Linked DNA regions of Mus musculus: region 2 is linked to region 1. The links are chromatin contacts, called in public HiChIP or PLAC-seq maps. All regions are on one chromosome and are shown on one strand. The core of a region is the stretch at or near the end of the contact, and the rest is flanking DNA. Distances in the headings are between cores, read along the strand shown.

Evidence for each region. HiChIP or PLAC-seq counts read pairs in DNA pulled down with a chosen protein or histone mark.
Region 2: an H3K27ac HiChIP or PLAC-seq map of embryonic stem cells shows a contact between it and region 1, with 7 read pairs. The contact joins the enhancer-like site here to the promoter of Eef2k in region 1. A contact is called at or near these places in 6 of 115 datasets of contacts at active chromatin or transcription factors (the SCID.adh cell line, double positive thymocytes, effector CD8 T cells and 2 more) and 3 of 9 other capture datasets (adipose tissue, liver and pancreatic islet).

What each region holds. Positions count from the first base shown.
Region 1 is chr7:120,839,111-120,846,941 of GRCm38.p6, forward strand. Eef2k (eukaryotic elongation factor-2 kinase) reads left to right here and starts at 3,721. Exons shown (of 18, transcript NM_007908.4): 1 at 3,721-3,990. It overlaps Gm36449 (a long non-coding RNA gene), which reads right to left and starts at 4,401. Exons shown (of 2, transcript XR_378468.3): 1 at 3,489-4,401; 2 at 2,017-2,410.
Region 2 is chr7:120,711,031-120,718,861 of GRCm38.p6, forward strand. The region is part of intron 1 of Mosmo (modulator of smoothened); the gene reads left to right. Among named protein-coding and RNA genes, the nearest start is that of Gm51495, 23 kb to the left of the region's middle. Within about 2 kb of position 2,836, at least 13 of the 459 cell types and tissues checked have an H3K27ac peak or open chromatin away from gene starts, as enhancers often do. A contact at or near this core is called in embryonic stem cells, where this site is marked.

The DNA of each region.
Region 1 (7,831 bases), core at 2,471-4,970:
CATAAAAGTAACCAGTGTTCCCTAGTGAAACGGGAGCAAAGAAAGAAAAATGCAGAGATAGAGCCATTGTTCATGTCCCTACTTCATAAATCTGCCTCCCCTTCTACATAAAGGAAGTGGGTTCTATGTTTGAATGGTACCACAAGTGTGCCCATACATTTTTAAATGCCCAATCCTATGTGTAAAATTGAAAGAAAAAAGTCTTCCTTTACCAGTGAGGCCCACCGCATTAAAAGCAAACAAACAAAAAAAAACCAACAAAAACAGAACAAAACTAAACTGGTCTGGATTCTTCCAGATCTTTTCCTATTCAAACATATAGGCAAATAAAGCTAGACGCCTCACTCTCAGAACACCCTAAGATAGGAGAAGAGTAATTTCATGGATTCTGCTAGTCTTTATAAAAACTGTCCTGGGGTAGAGAGGTGGTTCAGCTGGTGAGAACACTTGTAGCTCTCAAAAAGGACCCAGGTTCAGTTCTCAGGACCCATGTAGCGGTTCAAAACTGGAAACCTCCAGTTCCAGGAGACCCAGACCCGACATCCTCTTCTGACCTCCACAGGCAACATGTATGTGTGTGGTACACGCAGACAAAACACTCATGAAGTAAATTATCTTTAAAACAAACAACAAAAAAACTGCTCTAGCCATGCAGCCCAGGCTGGTCTTGAACTAGCAATCCTGCTTCAGCCTTTTTTTTTTTTCTTTAAACTTATTTATTCTTTTTTTGTATATTTTGGATATTTTCTACATAGTGAGCCAGCCACTTTTAAATTTTTGTCTGGATGTATGTCTGTGTACCACAGCAGATGCTTGGTGTCAGCAGAGGCCAGAATAGGACATCAGAGCCACTGGAGCTGGAGCCACAGCTGTCACCAACCATGTGGGTGCTGGGAAACTGATCTTGTGGAGGAGCAGCCAGTGTCCTCAAAGGCTAAGCGATCTCTCAGCCCTCGGCCTGAGTTCTAAAATTACAGGCATGTGCCACCCCATCCAGCCCCATACATAGCTGGGTTTGCTGTTGTATTTTAAATGTGGGCACCTATTCTAATTTCTTTTTTAAATTACAGCAATTTATTTTGTGTATGTGCATGTATGTATGTTGAGGCTGGACAATATCCTGCAGGAATTAGTTATCTCCTGCTACGTGAGTCCCAGAGATGGACTCGGGATTATGTGTCAGGCTTGGCAAATGGCTTTACCTCCTGAGCCATCTTATCAACACCTCCAATTTCTTTTGCATGGTGCATAATCTCTTTACCCTTAGGCATATAGCTGAGAGTGGAATCGCTAGGTTCTATAGGAGCATCTGACGGGTACCGGAAAACATACTCAGTGTCATTATCTATTTGGAAAGTAGACACTGAAAATATGGATCTAGCTGGGAGTGGTGGTACAGCTCCCTGTGCTGTGGGGCTGATCTTCCAGAAGGGCAGGCCAGGTGGGGCACACATCCTTCGAGCTGTCATGCTGGGCAGCTCCAGGACAAAGCACTCGTCTTTCTGAGTTCATGTGGCAACATGGGATCTTAATCAAGAAAATCAAACTTGTCTGGTGTGGTGGTGCATGCCTGTAGTCCCAGCACTTGAGAGGCAGAAGCACTGGTCTGCACAGTGAGTTTCCACAACAGTCAGAGCTGTGTAGAAAGATCCTGTCTCTTAAAAAGAAAGGGGATGGGGGGGGGGAATCAAATGTTTTGCGGGGAATGTTCATGCTGACAACAGTCTGAAGTCCTGACTTCCCCTGGGAGAGCAGGTTTACTGCTCTCAAACACCAAAGAGCCTACAGGACACAAGAGATCTGCATAGACCCAGATCTGGGCTAAACCATGCCTCTGTATAACCTTGGAAAAGCCACTTTCCTAGCCTGTTCCGTGTGCTAAGTGGAGGACAGTTAGGAAGGTTGTGAGGAATGGTATGAGGAGTACTCTCGCCTGTGTGCAAGGTCCTTTTGTTACCAGTAACACACTACTACAGACCGTCAGATGCTGTGATAAGACCCATGACCAAAAGCAACCTGAGGAGGAAAGGGTTTATTTCAGCTTACAGCACACAGTCAGTCCATGAAAGGGGCATTTGACCCAGACATAAGGATTGGGACCCACAGGTTGAGAACCACTGGCTGAGACTTAAGCACACTGGCTGTGCTTCAAGAAGGCCTGGTTTTAATTCCCAGCACACACATGGCAACTCACAACTGTAATCCCAGTTCTGGACAACCAGACACTCTTAGACAGACATGCAGACAAAGCGCCCATACACATAAAATAAGTAATTTTTAAAAGGTGGATTTTTGGCTCATGGTTCTGGAAGTACAAAGTGTAGAGGATGTTTCTGGTGTTTTTGCTGGTACAACTTCAAGGTGGTTCAGGTCTTCAGGTCTTTAATCTGAAAGCCCAGGCCAGACAAGCCTGTGGCAGAATAGATATTATGGTGTTTCTCCTGTCAGTAAGTCTATTAACAGTTGCTTTATTAAATGAAATAGATCACACCCTTTCCTAACTGTGTCCCTGGGCAAGATACATTCTTTATAAGTCTCAGTCCTATGATCTGTACAATACAGCTAGTCGTGCCTGCATACCTTATATAGCTGACTGCAGCTGGATGGACAAATAGCTCAAAATGTGCAACTGTTTAGATTTTTACTCTAAAGTATACGGTGAGATATGACCTCAAAGTACACATGCCTGCCTCCACTGGTTTTCAGTCTTTACATCTTCCAAGGGCTACCTTCCTTCCATGCACTGCACCAGATTTGAGTTTTGAGAAAGGGCTTCACCATGTAGCCCAGGCTGGCCTTGCTTTTCTGGGGACTGCAGAGGTCTACCACCATGCCCAAGTTCCCACCCATTAAGCACTATGTGCCAGGCCCTAGGCTCAGAGTTAGGAATACTGTGATTTTTCCCTCCAGAGAGTCCAGGAAGGCTTGACAAAGATTTTTCTTTTTTGTTTTTGTTAAGACAAAGTTTCTCTGTGTAACAGCTCTGGCTGTACTGGAACTCCCTCTGTAGACCAGGCTGGCCTTGAACTCACAAAGATCCTTCTGTGTCTGCCTCCTGAGTGCTGGGATTTGCCACCACCGCCCGGCCCTGATAAAGTTATTAATTAAAAATTATAGAAATAGTTGGAATTGTCAGGTAGGCCGAACTGTATAAATTTAAACCGAATATATGTTTATATACAAATATTAAATTTAAACAAAAATATATAGGTTATATATTAAATATTTACATATACGTGTATAATTTTCTATACTTATATTTATAAATTTATATGTAAATATTAAATACATATGTGCTTACCATGAATTTGGATTCTTTATGAGTTTTTAACACAATTTTTGTTGTTTTGCCCCCTCCTGCTCCTTCGTTACCCCTCCCTCTCTTGAAAGTGTTAAATTTCTTCAAAATTATGTCATGAAATCCTTAAGATTTCCCTTTTTTTTTTTTTTTTTGAGACAGGTTTTCTCAGTGCAGCCCTGGAACTCACTGTGTAGACGACCAGGCTGGCCTTGAACTCAGAAATCCGCCCGCAGTCTGTCTTCCAAGTGCTGGGGTTAAGGGTATGCGCCACCAGACACACAGCATGAAATCTAACGTTAGACCCAGGTGTCTAGGAAGCGTTCAACAGGCGGGGGAGCCAGAAGACAACACGGCGGCTGCATGGAGGTGATGGCCACCCGGGGACGGCCACGTGAGCCCGGGCGTGCGCCCCGTGCGTCAGTCCCGCCCCAGCCCTGGTCCCAGCCTCCAGCCTCCAGCTCCAACCCCAGCGGCAGCAGCCCCAACTCCAGCCCGTGCTCGGCTCCAGCGCTCCGACGTCTTCAGGCGCCCCACTGCGGCTGCGGGCCTGGCTCTCTGTCGCCTGCGCTTTGTACCGGGGATTCTCCTCCCTCCCTGCACCCTGGAGCGCCCGGCCGCCAGCCTTTGCCAGCTCCTTGGGATCCTTGCGGCCGTGGGCAGCAGCTGTCGCGCCTGCCACACTGTGGGAGGTAGGTGACGGGAAGATGGGGAGCCCGCGCGTCCCGCTGCAGCAGCCCCCCGAAAGGCCACTGGGGCGCTTCTCTGGTTGCAGAGCTTCCCCCGAGGCTCAGTGTTTGCGTCTGTAAGGAAGGAAAGAAAGACGTTGGCAAGCGGTGAGCGCAGTTCTGGTTGCACCAGGCAGCGCACGCGGGCCTCCGCCCGGGTCTCCTCTGTGCCTCGGCGAGCCCGCCTGTCCCCCTGAAACGCCCAAGTAACATTTCCCCTCGCCGGGTTCCCCACACTAGAGGCCTATGCGGGCCTCAGTTCTCGGAACCTCGAGGTCTGAGCTGCATACGCCCTTGCAGCATTGTTGGTTGAGGGAGTTGGGGTGTTGGCAGGCGTTGGAGACTTGTGCGCCAAGGGGCTGAGCATTCGTATGCAGTTGGTGGCGCGGGGGCGGGGACCTCCTGGGTGAGCCCTGGGCCAAAACTAGCTAGTGTCGGCTAAGGGGATTGCGGGAAACCTGCCCAGCTGCGCCCTGTGTGTGACTGATCGCGTGCGTTTCGGAAGAGTGAGATCTGACTTGGGAATTCTCCTTGGGGGAGTATTTCTGCGTCCTCCGCGATGAGGCGCTCCCTGGCTTGGGACCACTGAACAGATATTACGGAGGAGAAAGCCGAGGTCCAGAGTGGACCCCAGATCCTCAGAGGCCAGGTAGGGAATGTAGAGTAAGTAAACAAGGATTGTGAGTGTAGGGGTTAAGAGTGAAGTTTTGGGAAGACTTCCCGGGGAAGGTGCTGTTTGCTCTGTGAGGAGGACGAAGCCAGTGGAGGGAGTGGGTCCAGGCCGTGTTCAAACCCCGACCTTAGACAGCTAGCTCTTCACCCCTCTCTGCTGCGGCAACAGTTCCTGGGAAAGGAAGGCTAGCGGGGAGCGACTCCTTTGTTCCAAAGAACTGGGTTCTTTTGAGAGTCTGAGCGCGTTAGGCGTGACTTTCCTGAATGGCTCATGCCACGCTGTTTCACAAACATAGTATTTTCAAACCTTTTACCCTGCACTGATCAGACTCGCCCCAAGAGATCTTGTCATCCACAGCTGGCAGCTGTTAATTCCCCCCTGGGAACGGCCTGTAGGAACCTAGGGGTGCACGGCAGGATCGAGTTGTTTTTAGGGTTCCTTCTCTACCTTAATTTCTATTGTGAAGGAGAAAAACTTCAGGATCAGGCACAGCAACCAAGTAGCAACAGCCTTTAGGAAGGCTTTAGTTGGTGAGAGAGGCAGCTGCAGGAATCAGTTACCTCCAAGTCCCAGGGTGCCACCGGGTCTACACCTGGGATGATCCTGGGTTTGAGCCTTAAAAGCTTGTTGGATGAGGGCCTGTGGGGGGGTGGGGGAGCATGGCCGGCTCAGAGGGTGAGAACACTTACCTCTGAAGTGAAAGGGGAAAGAGCTGTAAGATCATGGGGACTCGGTTGCCCTGGCTGAGTGGCTCACCCGTGCCACACCATCTCCTGGGCATCCAGTGTGCTCTTCTGACTTCCACAGTCACCTTCGTGTTCACACACACACACACACACACACACACACCAAATTAAAGAGTATCTGACTAAACTCTTGCAACCAGGGTCTACAGGTACAGACTACAAGGCTTCGGAGAAAGAAAAGGGTTGAGTCAGTCGCTGCAGTACGGTAACATTTCACAGGCTGAAGAGTCAGAGGTGAGTGAGTGAGTGCGGGGCTGTGGTTCTATCAACAGCTGCCCCCTGCATGGCTTGCTTGCCGGCCTCCGATTGCTGGACCACACTGGAGTTTCCTTGAGGAGCTCTGCGGGGAGGTGCCCAATTTGCATTTCTAAGAAATTCTCAGGGGAGGTTCCTAGCTGCTCCTGGGTGTTCTAGTTAAGGAAATAGAGACTACTGTTAGGCAAGTCACTGAAGTCCTCCGTTCCTCAGCTTTCTCCCCAGTAGAAAGAAGCAAATAGCACCTGCCTCCTGGGAATGGAAGGCAGCTCCGAAGGAGGGGCTGTGTCAATAGATGTGAAGGAGGACAAGTTGGCAATAGATTGAGTAAGGAGAATAGCTTGAGACAGGTGACTGAGGGAAGGCACAGTGTCCTGCGATCCTGGGTCAGGTGATGGAGCCCCTGTCCTTTCTGAAGCTCAGAGAAGGTGCTCTGTGATGCTGTGGAAATGTCATCAGCCCGCCCTGGTCAAGGTGTGAAAAGTGAGCCGATGAGTGGGCCGATGAGTGGGCCGATGAGTGGGCCGATGAGTGGGCCGATGAGTGGGCCCGGTCGTGGTGCAGAGTTATTTGGGCCACAGTTCATATGCCTAAATGCAATCACGTGGTCTCACTAAGTTGCGGGAGATGCTGGGAGACACGGTCTCTGGCTGGGCCAGTAGAGGCTGCTCTAGATAGCACCCAGCTTGTCTATGATGCCCTGAGCACTGGACTCATTTCTCAGTTTCTTTGGAATGAAAAACCAGCACTGGGGATGTGGCCTGATAGCATGCTTGCCAAATAGGCACAAAACCCTGGGTTTCACCTCAGCACTTCATAAACCATGCCCCCTATCCCAGAACTAGGGAGGAAAGAAGCAAGACAGTCAGAAGTTCAAGGTCACTGCCTCGACATAGGGAACTGGAGGCCAGCCTGCCTATGAAAGACCCTGTCTCAAAAGAAAAGCAAAAAACACAGATAAGCCCATAAGTAAAGCTTAAGAATCTAGCAGTGCTGGAGCAGTGCACATCTCTAATCCCAGCACTTGGGAGGCAGAGGCAGGCAGATCCATGAGTTGGGGCCAGCCTGGTCTATATAGCTAGTTCCAGGACAGCCAGGGCTACACAGAGAAACCCTCTCTTGAAAAAAGAAAGAAAGAAAAAGAGAGAGAGAGAGAGAGAGAGAGAGAGAGAGAGAGAGAGAAAGAAAGAAAGAAAGAAAGAAAGAAAGAAAGAAAGAGAGAAAGGAAGAGAGGAAGGAAGGAAGGAAGGAAGGAAGGAAGGAAGGAAGGAAGGAAGAGAAAAGAAAGAAAGGAAAGCTCAAATTAGGCAGAGCTCTATGTCCCTTGGCCAGGGCTTTGAAGCAGGTTTTGCTGTTAGGAGTGGACCTTGTCCTAAACAGCAGACTTAATGAAGCAAGCTGTGATGGACCCCTAGGGTACCAATACTGTGCAGTACCTGGTTGATGTGACTCAAACACCTTTCTGCTTTGTTCTATGTATTTCTGAGTCGGGGAGGGGGCAACATCAGGAATCAGGAACTAAAGCATCAAGTGAGGGTCTCATTGATATCCAGGGCCTCGGCATACACTAAGGACTCACAGATAAACAGCCAACAATGAAGAGAAGCAGCACTTTATGTCAAAGTAAAAGAACTGAGAGATCCATGCTGGCTTCCTCCATCACACTCTCATTTTCCAAGTCCAGAATCAGTCACCATTTACATGAGTCTGCTTAGCGTCCCTACCTTCACGTCCACAGGTCCTGCCGCTTAGAGTGCCTTAGAGTGCTCACAGGGGCTACCGTTCAGGATCAAGCTTAGTGCTTGCCTCCTCCAGAAGACCTTCTCTGGGTCATTTCCTCACTTGTGAATCAGCAGGCAGCAAACAGTAGCTACCCCAGGGAGACCAACTCCTCAGCCCCACCATGCCTGGAATAGAATTGGTGCTGGGAAATACCAGCTGCTATTCCATCCTGACCACCCCTACCCTCCTCTACCACCCCCCCCACATCCACCCCAGCACCTCTTCCCAGGCCCCGCATAACAATTCCTTTCACACACCAAGGCCCAACAGTAATAACCCTGCTAAAAATGTCCATATCCCAACCCTGAGGATCTGTGAGTGTGTGGCCTTACACAGCAAAACAGACTTC
Region 2 (7,831 bases), core at 1,586-4,085, 130 kb before region 1:
CAGTGCCTTAAAATTTTCATTGTATGAGTCTTTCATATACTTGGCTAGATTTATCACAAGTTTTGTTGGGTTTTTTTGTTTGTTTTGTTGTTGTTTGTTTGCTTCTAAGCTGTTGTGAATGTATTGCTTCCCTGTTGGTTGGCAGTTTATAGAAAAGCTATCAGGTTTTTGTATGTTAAATTTTGTATAAAGTAGTCCTGCTTCTTTGCTGAATGTGTTTTATCAGATGTAGCAGTTTTCTGATGGAGTCTTTTTTATGTATAGAATTATATCTTCAAATAAGAATAGTTTGACTTCTTCCTACTTATATTCTCTTTTATTACCTTCATTTTTTGTTTTATTGTTCAAGGTTTCAAGTACTGTATTGAGCAAGAGTGAAGAAATCAGACATCCTTATCTTACTCTTGATTTTAGTGGAAGTGCAACAGTCCCTCTCTGTTGAGCCTGATGTTAGCTGTGGACTTGTGAGATGCTGGTGGTACTATTCGTTCCCATGGAAGACAGACAGTGTCTACCTGCTCCTCCCACAGTCCCAGTGACAAGCCAAGGTGCAAATTCATCAAAGTTTACTTTGAGGAAACAATGAGTTTATTGGGCTTACTTACAGAAAGAGCAGTCAGTGGCTTAGAGGTTGGGAGTAGGACCCATCGTGGATGTTGACTCCCTCATGGCTACAACAATGGAGTCCCTGATACTTTCCTGACTATATCATCCAGCCCTTCATAGAAACCCTGAGGCCATGTCCAATTAGGGAGGGGTAGACAGTCAACAACCCAGCTGTGATGCCCTGGGGAGCAGACCCAACTGTACTCCTCAAGGTGGTGGCAAGTTTAGTTCTGAGAATAGTCCTGTACAGCAGTTACCTTTATTATGTTGAGATGTCTCTCATATTTCTACATCCTTTAAGACTTTTATCATGAGGGATATTAAATTTTTTAGAAAGCCTTTTCTGCATATTGTCTTGAACCATCTTTGCATCTCTGGGATGAAACTGACTAGATCATACTGGTTGATCTTTTAATTGTTCCTGAATTTGTCTTCCTGCAAGTATTTTACTGAGAATTTTTGTGTCTGTGCATCAGAAAGAGAGGCCTACAATTTTCTTTTTTCGTTTGGTCTTTTTTTGGTTTTGCTATGGGGGTAATACTGGTTTCATAAAAAGAATTTTCAAGTGTTCCTTTTCTGTTTTATAGAGTAATTTGAGGAATGCTGGTGTTAGTTCTTCTTGGAAGGTCTGGTAGAATTCTGTGCCTAAGCCATCTGGTCCTGCACTTTTTTTAGTTGGGAAATATATAAATTTTATGTACATTGGTGTGGGTGCTGGGAAATGAACCTGGGTTCTCTATGAGAATAGACAGCCAGCACTCTTAACTCTCTCTAGCCTAAGTTGGAAGATTTATAATTACTGCTCGTATCACATTGGTTGTTATGAGTCTGTTTACTTATTACTTATTATGGGTCTTACTTACTTTATATTGATTTAGCTTTGACTGGTCATATACATCTAGAAATTCATCCATTTCTCTTAGATTTTTTTTCCCAGTTAGTAGAACACAGATTTGCTTTGTTCTGTTGTTAAGACAGGATCTCAGGTGTAGCCCTGGCTGGCCTGGAACTCACAGGGATCACCTGCCTCTTACCTTCCAGGTGTTGAGGTTAAAAATGTGTACCACCTCACCTGGCCTTGGAATAGAGGTGGGGTTTTTTTTGGGGGGGGGGTCAGGGGGGGTTAGCTTGTCTTTAATGATTGTCTGAATGTTCTAAGTGTCTTGTAACAGCTTCCATTTTGCTCTTAATTCCATTAATTTGGGTCTTTTCTCTCTTTTAGTTAAAGGTGTGTCAATATTGTTAATATTTTAAAAGAACCAACTCTATTTTATGGGTTTGTTGTATCATTTTTGTTTGTTTGTTGTTTCTATTTCACTATTTTGGTTTGTTTGTTTGTTTGTTTGTTTGTGTTTTTCCAGACAGGGTTTCTCTGTATAGCCCTGGCTGTCCTGGAACTCACTTTGTAGACCAGGCTGGCCTCGAACTCAGAAATCTGCCTGCCTCTGCCTCCCCAGTGCTGGGATTAAAGGCGTGCGCCACCACGCCTGGCTTATTTCACTATTTTGAGACCTGATTTTAATTATCTCTTTCTGTCTTCTTGTTTTCTCAAGGCCTTCAAGTACATTATTAAGTTATTAATTGGAGCTCTCTCACAAAATACTTTAAAGAGTTATTTATTTTTGTGGGTTTTAAGTTCTTTGCCTGCATGTTTGTATGTACACCTGTGTCAGCTGCCTTCAGAGGTTAGAAGAGGCCATTGGATGTTGTGGAACTGAAGTTACAGACAGTTGTGAGTAGCCCCGTGGGTGCTGGGAACTGAACTCAAGTTTCCACAAGAGCACAGCCAGTGTTCTTAACTGATAAGCTATCTCTCCAGCTCAATTTTTTTTTTTTTTTTTTTTGGATGGGGACAATGCTATAAACTTCCTCTTAAATCCCTTCATTTTGTCCCGTTGATTTCATATGCTGTGTCTTCATTTTCATTAATTTCTAAAAATTTCTTCTGGCTTGCTTTCTTGATGCAATTATCATTCTAATAATATGTAGCTTAATCTCCATGGCGGGGAAGTGTGGCAGGTCCTCCGAGGTGGCGGCGACACAAACGACACGCACGGACACCAAGGCAGGTTCACGCAATGGCTTCTTTACTTCGGGCTTTTTCCTTTTACAGCTCTTTTCCCCAGCAGCCTCTTCTTCCTCCATCCTTCTCGCAGCAAGGGCTAAACTCCTTCTACTTAGGGCAAGGCTATATTCCCAACTCCTGGCAACAACAGCTTCTCTTACTACTACTACTACTACTCACAGCAAGGGCTAAAACTCCTCACTTCTCTACTTCTGGCTTCCACTTAGGGCAAGGGCTAAACAACAACTCTTTCTTGCAGCTTTCCCTCTTACAACTCTCTCCATACTCCTTCTGGCTTCTACTACTGCTTCTCTTAAAACAGCTTCTTCTACTCACGGCAAGGGCTATAACAAAACTATTACAACTCGGCCGACTGACCTCCTTCTAGCTCCACCCCACCTCATCCAATTAGAATTCACACACGCTCCAGGCACGAGCTCAGGTCATTCACAGATAGGCTGACAGGTCTGGATCACGAGGAACCGTCCAGCCTGGCAGGCAGCCCATGCATGCAGCCTCACTGTGCATGCTCTGCTCGGGCAAGGCAGTAAACAAGTGCGCGCACCCGCTTCCCACAGGGAAGAACTTGTATTTTTACTGTTTGGATTGAATGTCTATAGATATCTGTTAGATCCATTTGGTTTGTAACATCATTTAACTGTAAGATTTCTGCCTTTAGTTTCTATCTGGATGACCTATCTATTGGTGAAAGTGGATGTTGGGTTTACCCAGTGTCAATTTGTTGAAGTTAATCTGGTTTTAAATCAAATTGTACTTATTCATAGAACTGAGTACAGTTGTGCTTGGTACATATAAGTATTAAGTTGTCGTATCCTCTTGGTCATTTTTTTTTCTTTAATGAGTATGAAGTGACCCTCCTCCCCTGACTACTTTTTATTCAAAGTCTTATTTTAGTCAGATACTAGAATAGTTAAGCCCTGTTGTTTCTTAGTTCCATTTACTTTCCATCGTTTTACCAGAAGGTGGTGTCTATCACTGATGGTGAGGCATGCTTCTCAGAGAAAGCAAAAAGATGGGTCCTGTTATCTAATCCCGTCTGTCAGTCTGCGTCTTTTTACTGGGGAATTGTGATCATCACTATTAAGAATTGTTGTGTATTCCCATCATTTCGTTGTGTTTGTAGTGTTTTCTAAGACCTCCTTTGACGAACTGTTCTGGAATTACTTATTCCCTCTTCTCCTTTGAATGTGCTTATCCTTCTCTTTAGGCCAAAGGATTTCAATTCTTTCCTCTGTAGAGCTGGCTTAGTGGTTGTAAATTTCTTTAATCTATTTTTATGGTAGAAGTTTTTCTTTCTCTTTGGCCCATGATAGATAGCTTTTCTTGGTATAGTAGCCAAGTCTGGCTGGCATTTGTGGTATTTCAGAACTTACAGAATATCAGTCCAAGCTCTTCTGGTTTTTAAAGTCTCCACTGAAAAGTTAAATGTTATTCTGATGACCCTGTCTTTATATGTGGCTTGGTCTTTCTATCAGCTTTCAAAGTCCTTTGTTTGTTCTGTATATTTAGTGTTTTGAATGTTATATTATGTGGGGAGTTTCTTTTCTGATCTTTTCTTTTTAGTGTCTGTATGCCTCTTGCATCTTGATAGGCATTTGAGTCTTTAGATTTGGGAACATTTTCTTCTATGATTTTCTTAAAAATATTTTCTGTGGCTTTGGGTTTCTTCTCCTTTTATATTTATGATTTGTTGGTTTGGTCTTTTTAATTGTGTCCCAGAGATTCTGCACATTCCATTAAAGGATTTTGGTGGTTTTGTTTTCGATTTAGCATGTTCTTTGGCTAAGTAATCCAATCATGTACCTATCTTCAAATCCTAACATCCTCTCTTCCAATTGATCCATACTGTTAGTGAGTCTTTCCATTGAGCTTTTAGTTTGACTTACTCAGTTTTTCACTTTGTTTTATTTTTGTTTAGTTTTTCTTCAAAATTTCTTTTTATTAAATTCTGTTTTCTTATCTTGAATCATTTTCTTTATTTCATTCAGCTGTTTGGGTTTTTGTCATCTTCAGTCCACTGTGTATTCATATTTCTTTGAGTTCCTTGAACATAATTGGAATTGCTATTTTGAAATAATTATGTGCAGTACCTAGGCTGATTTTCTTGGGAACCATTACTATGAAACTCATTTTTGGAGGCGACATATTGTCTTTAGTTATTTGTGTTGTTTGTTTTGTTGTAGTGGGACCTAGACATCTGGAATTAGGTCCTTGGTAGTGTTTTGTGGGTGGATATCTGTCCCAGATTTGAGTGGGCATTTGGATCTCTGTTTGCTCTTACCCCAGCTTGTCAAGTTATAGACCAAATGAATGGGACTTGGAGTTTAGTTCTGATGTGGGAATAGAGTATTACAAGGGGTGCCAGCTTAGCCAGGACTAGGTAAAGTTTATGAGTACAGGAGCAAAAATTAAAAGATTCTTGATACAAATCTTAGAAAAAGATTTGTGGCATGGGCTAGGGTTACAGCAGGAATAAGGGATGCTACTTGAGGTCCATGCTACTTGGGGTCCTCAAGTGGCAGGGTTTGGGCTACAGGGGGTTGGGTGTTTCCTATCTGTGCAGAGAAGCTACAGTCCCCAAGCAGCAGGAGTGGAGTTGGGTTAGAAGTAGGACTTCCCTACCTGGAGGAAGTGCCCAGGACACATGGTCCTCAGGAAGGTGACCAAAGCACATTTTAAATAGAGATGACTAGTCTTAATGTTTTTGCAGCATGAGATCCAAGGCCAAGGAACAAGAACAGAAATACTAGTTATAATGAGAAGACAGTATTGAGGATGATTTAAGCAGGTTTCAATTAGATACAACCAGTGAACTACAGTGTTGCTTACAGATGGCTGGTTGGTAGTTGGAGGGGCAGAAAGACTCTAAGAGACAGAGGGACCCAGCGTTTGCTCTGAGATTATGTCTCCTGGGAATCTCAGAAGCTATACTCAAAAGGTCTTACCAACATGTCTTCCTAAACAGGAGCTGAACAAGAACAACATTAATCATGCTAAAGTGGAAGGGGTGGGAAGAGCCCAGGAGGCCTCCGCTCCACACAGAGAACTACAGGTGACTAAGAAGTCCCGAGTGTGGAAGAAATAGTCTTCCCCAGGGAAGAGCACACCAATTGGTTACATAAAAACTAAGCAGGTTGTAATTATGTATTTAGGAATATATGTACATATATATAAATTCACATTCACACACATATGTAGATATAAAACAGTTAATGAAAAAAGAAGCTATGAGTTTGAAAAAAAGCACGGAGGGGTATATGGGAAGGTTTGGAGGAAGGAAAAGAAAGGAGGAAATGATGTAATTATATTCCGATCTCAAAAAAAAAAAAGAAAAGAAAAGAAATACTATAAAAAAATTTGCAGATGGTAGTTAGCAAGATGGTTCAAGGGGTTGAAGCATTTCACATAGCCTGATGACCTGGGTTTGACCCTAGGATCCCACAAGATGGCAGACAAAAGCCAACTCCCAATATTCTGACCTCACATATACTGTGGCACTCACACACCCCACACACAAGCTATACATATAATTAATTAGTTAACTAATTAAAATATAAAATAAAGTTAGAGGAAACAGCAAGCTGTAGAGAAAAGAAAGTCAGACTTAAAGGCTAATGTTTTGCTATGTTTTTAAGCTTGCTACCCCCAAACAATCCCAAGCATCTAGCCTTGTTTCTAGAAATCCCTGCTTGGAGCTTTTATCCCAGCAGATCTGAACTTGAATCACGTGTAGTTATCAAGCTGAATGATTCAACAGAGGAAATAGCTGGGTTCTTTTTCATGACTAGCAAGCAGCCTTAACAAACATCATATGGCCTCTCCTTTTATTTTGGAATGCTAGTTTCGTAAGTAAACTACTGTGTTAAATTAGGATGTCTGCTCCTGCCATATTTGTGGTATTGTGTGTGTGTGTGTGTGTGTGTGTGTGTGTGTGTGTGTGTGTGAGTGTGAGAAATACACGTTAACCCAAACAACAGTTTATCTAATTCCCTTTCCCAATACGTTTTCAGTATTTATAGTTCCATTTGTGTTATGGCTATTACTTGTTTTTTAATTCTCACACAAACTGAATGGTAAGTTGTGTTCCTTAGCTGCAAAAGCAGGCTTAGAAAAAGATTAAATAACTTGCCCAAACTGAACGGCAGAGCACAGGTGAGCAGCTGGGTTTGACTCCAGAACAGTACAGTAAGGTCCTCCAAAAAGCTGCTCCTCTGTAAAAGCAAAAGGACCAATGACTAAATCAGTGAGTAAAATTAAAATGTCAGCTTTAAATCTCTGGACATTAAAGTCTTGAAACAAACTGAACAGACTTAATGAGCTTGCTCATTAAGAACAGCAAGCTCTGTGGCAATTTAAACTGGGTGCCCCCAACCTCTCCCTGCTAGCTTGGAAAGCCAGTAGCCTCACAACCCTGTAGCTGTAAAAAATACCCTGGTAGACAGCTGAGAGGGCTCGGGACCCATCACACTTACAGACCCTCCAGGGACCTGCTACTGTTTTGATTTGTCTGGTGGCTCACTGATCATATCCATGTTCACAATTTATCTTTATTTGACCACATGACATTTGCTAAATACAATCACCATCCAAGGTATATAAAACACAGGTGGCTAAGGCTCTTTCACCGGTTGAAGATCAGAGATAGGAGGCAGGGGGAGAGGAGGGGAGACAGATAGGCAAGCATGAAAAGAAAACAGGGAAAACCGTGTCCCTAGGAGTCTTTGAGAGGAGCTCTAGGGTAGTCCTTGGAGTTTGGAAGAGCACAGCATGGCCAGGCTGTCCAGGTGCCCAGAAAAGAGGTGTAGAAGGCACCTCACATTTCTCACTTCTAGCTGACTTCTGCTCAATCAAGAAGTTTAAGCAGAGTTGTAAATTACCTTCTGTCCACAGAACCCTCAGCACAGGCTGAGATGTCTGTCAGATAAAGTCAGAAAGACTTCAAAGGCCACACACGACAGAAGATAGAGACTTTATGTAATTATCCCAGCAGAGTTGTGAACCAAACAGTAACAAGAATAAATCACAGAAAAAGAAGGAAGCTGAGTCCCACCTGGTACACATGGTGTGCTGTGTGCTATATGCCTTCCCTCTCTTTCTGGTTTTGCTTTCTGCTGTTATTTTTGAGACAGGATCTTTCTA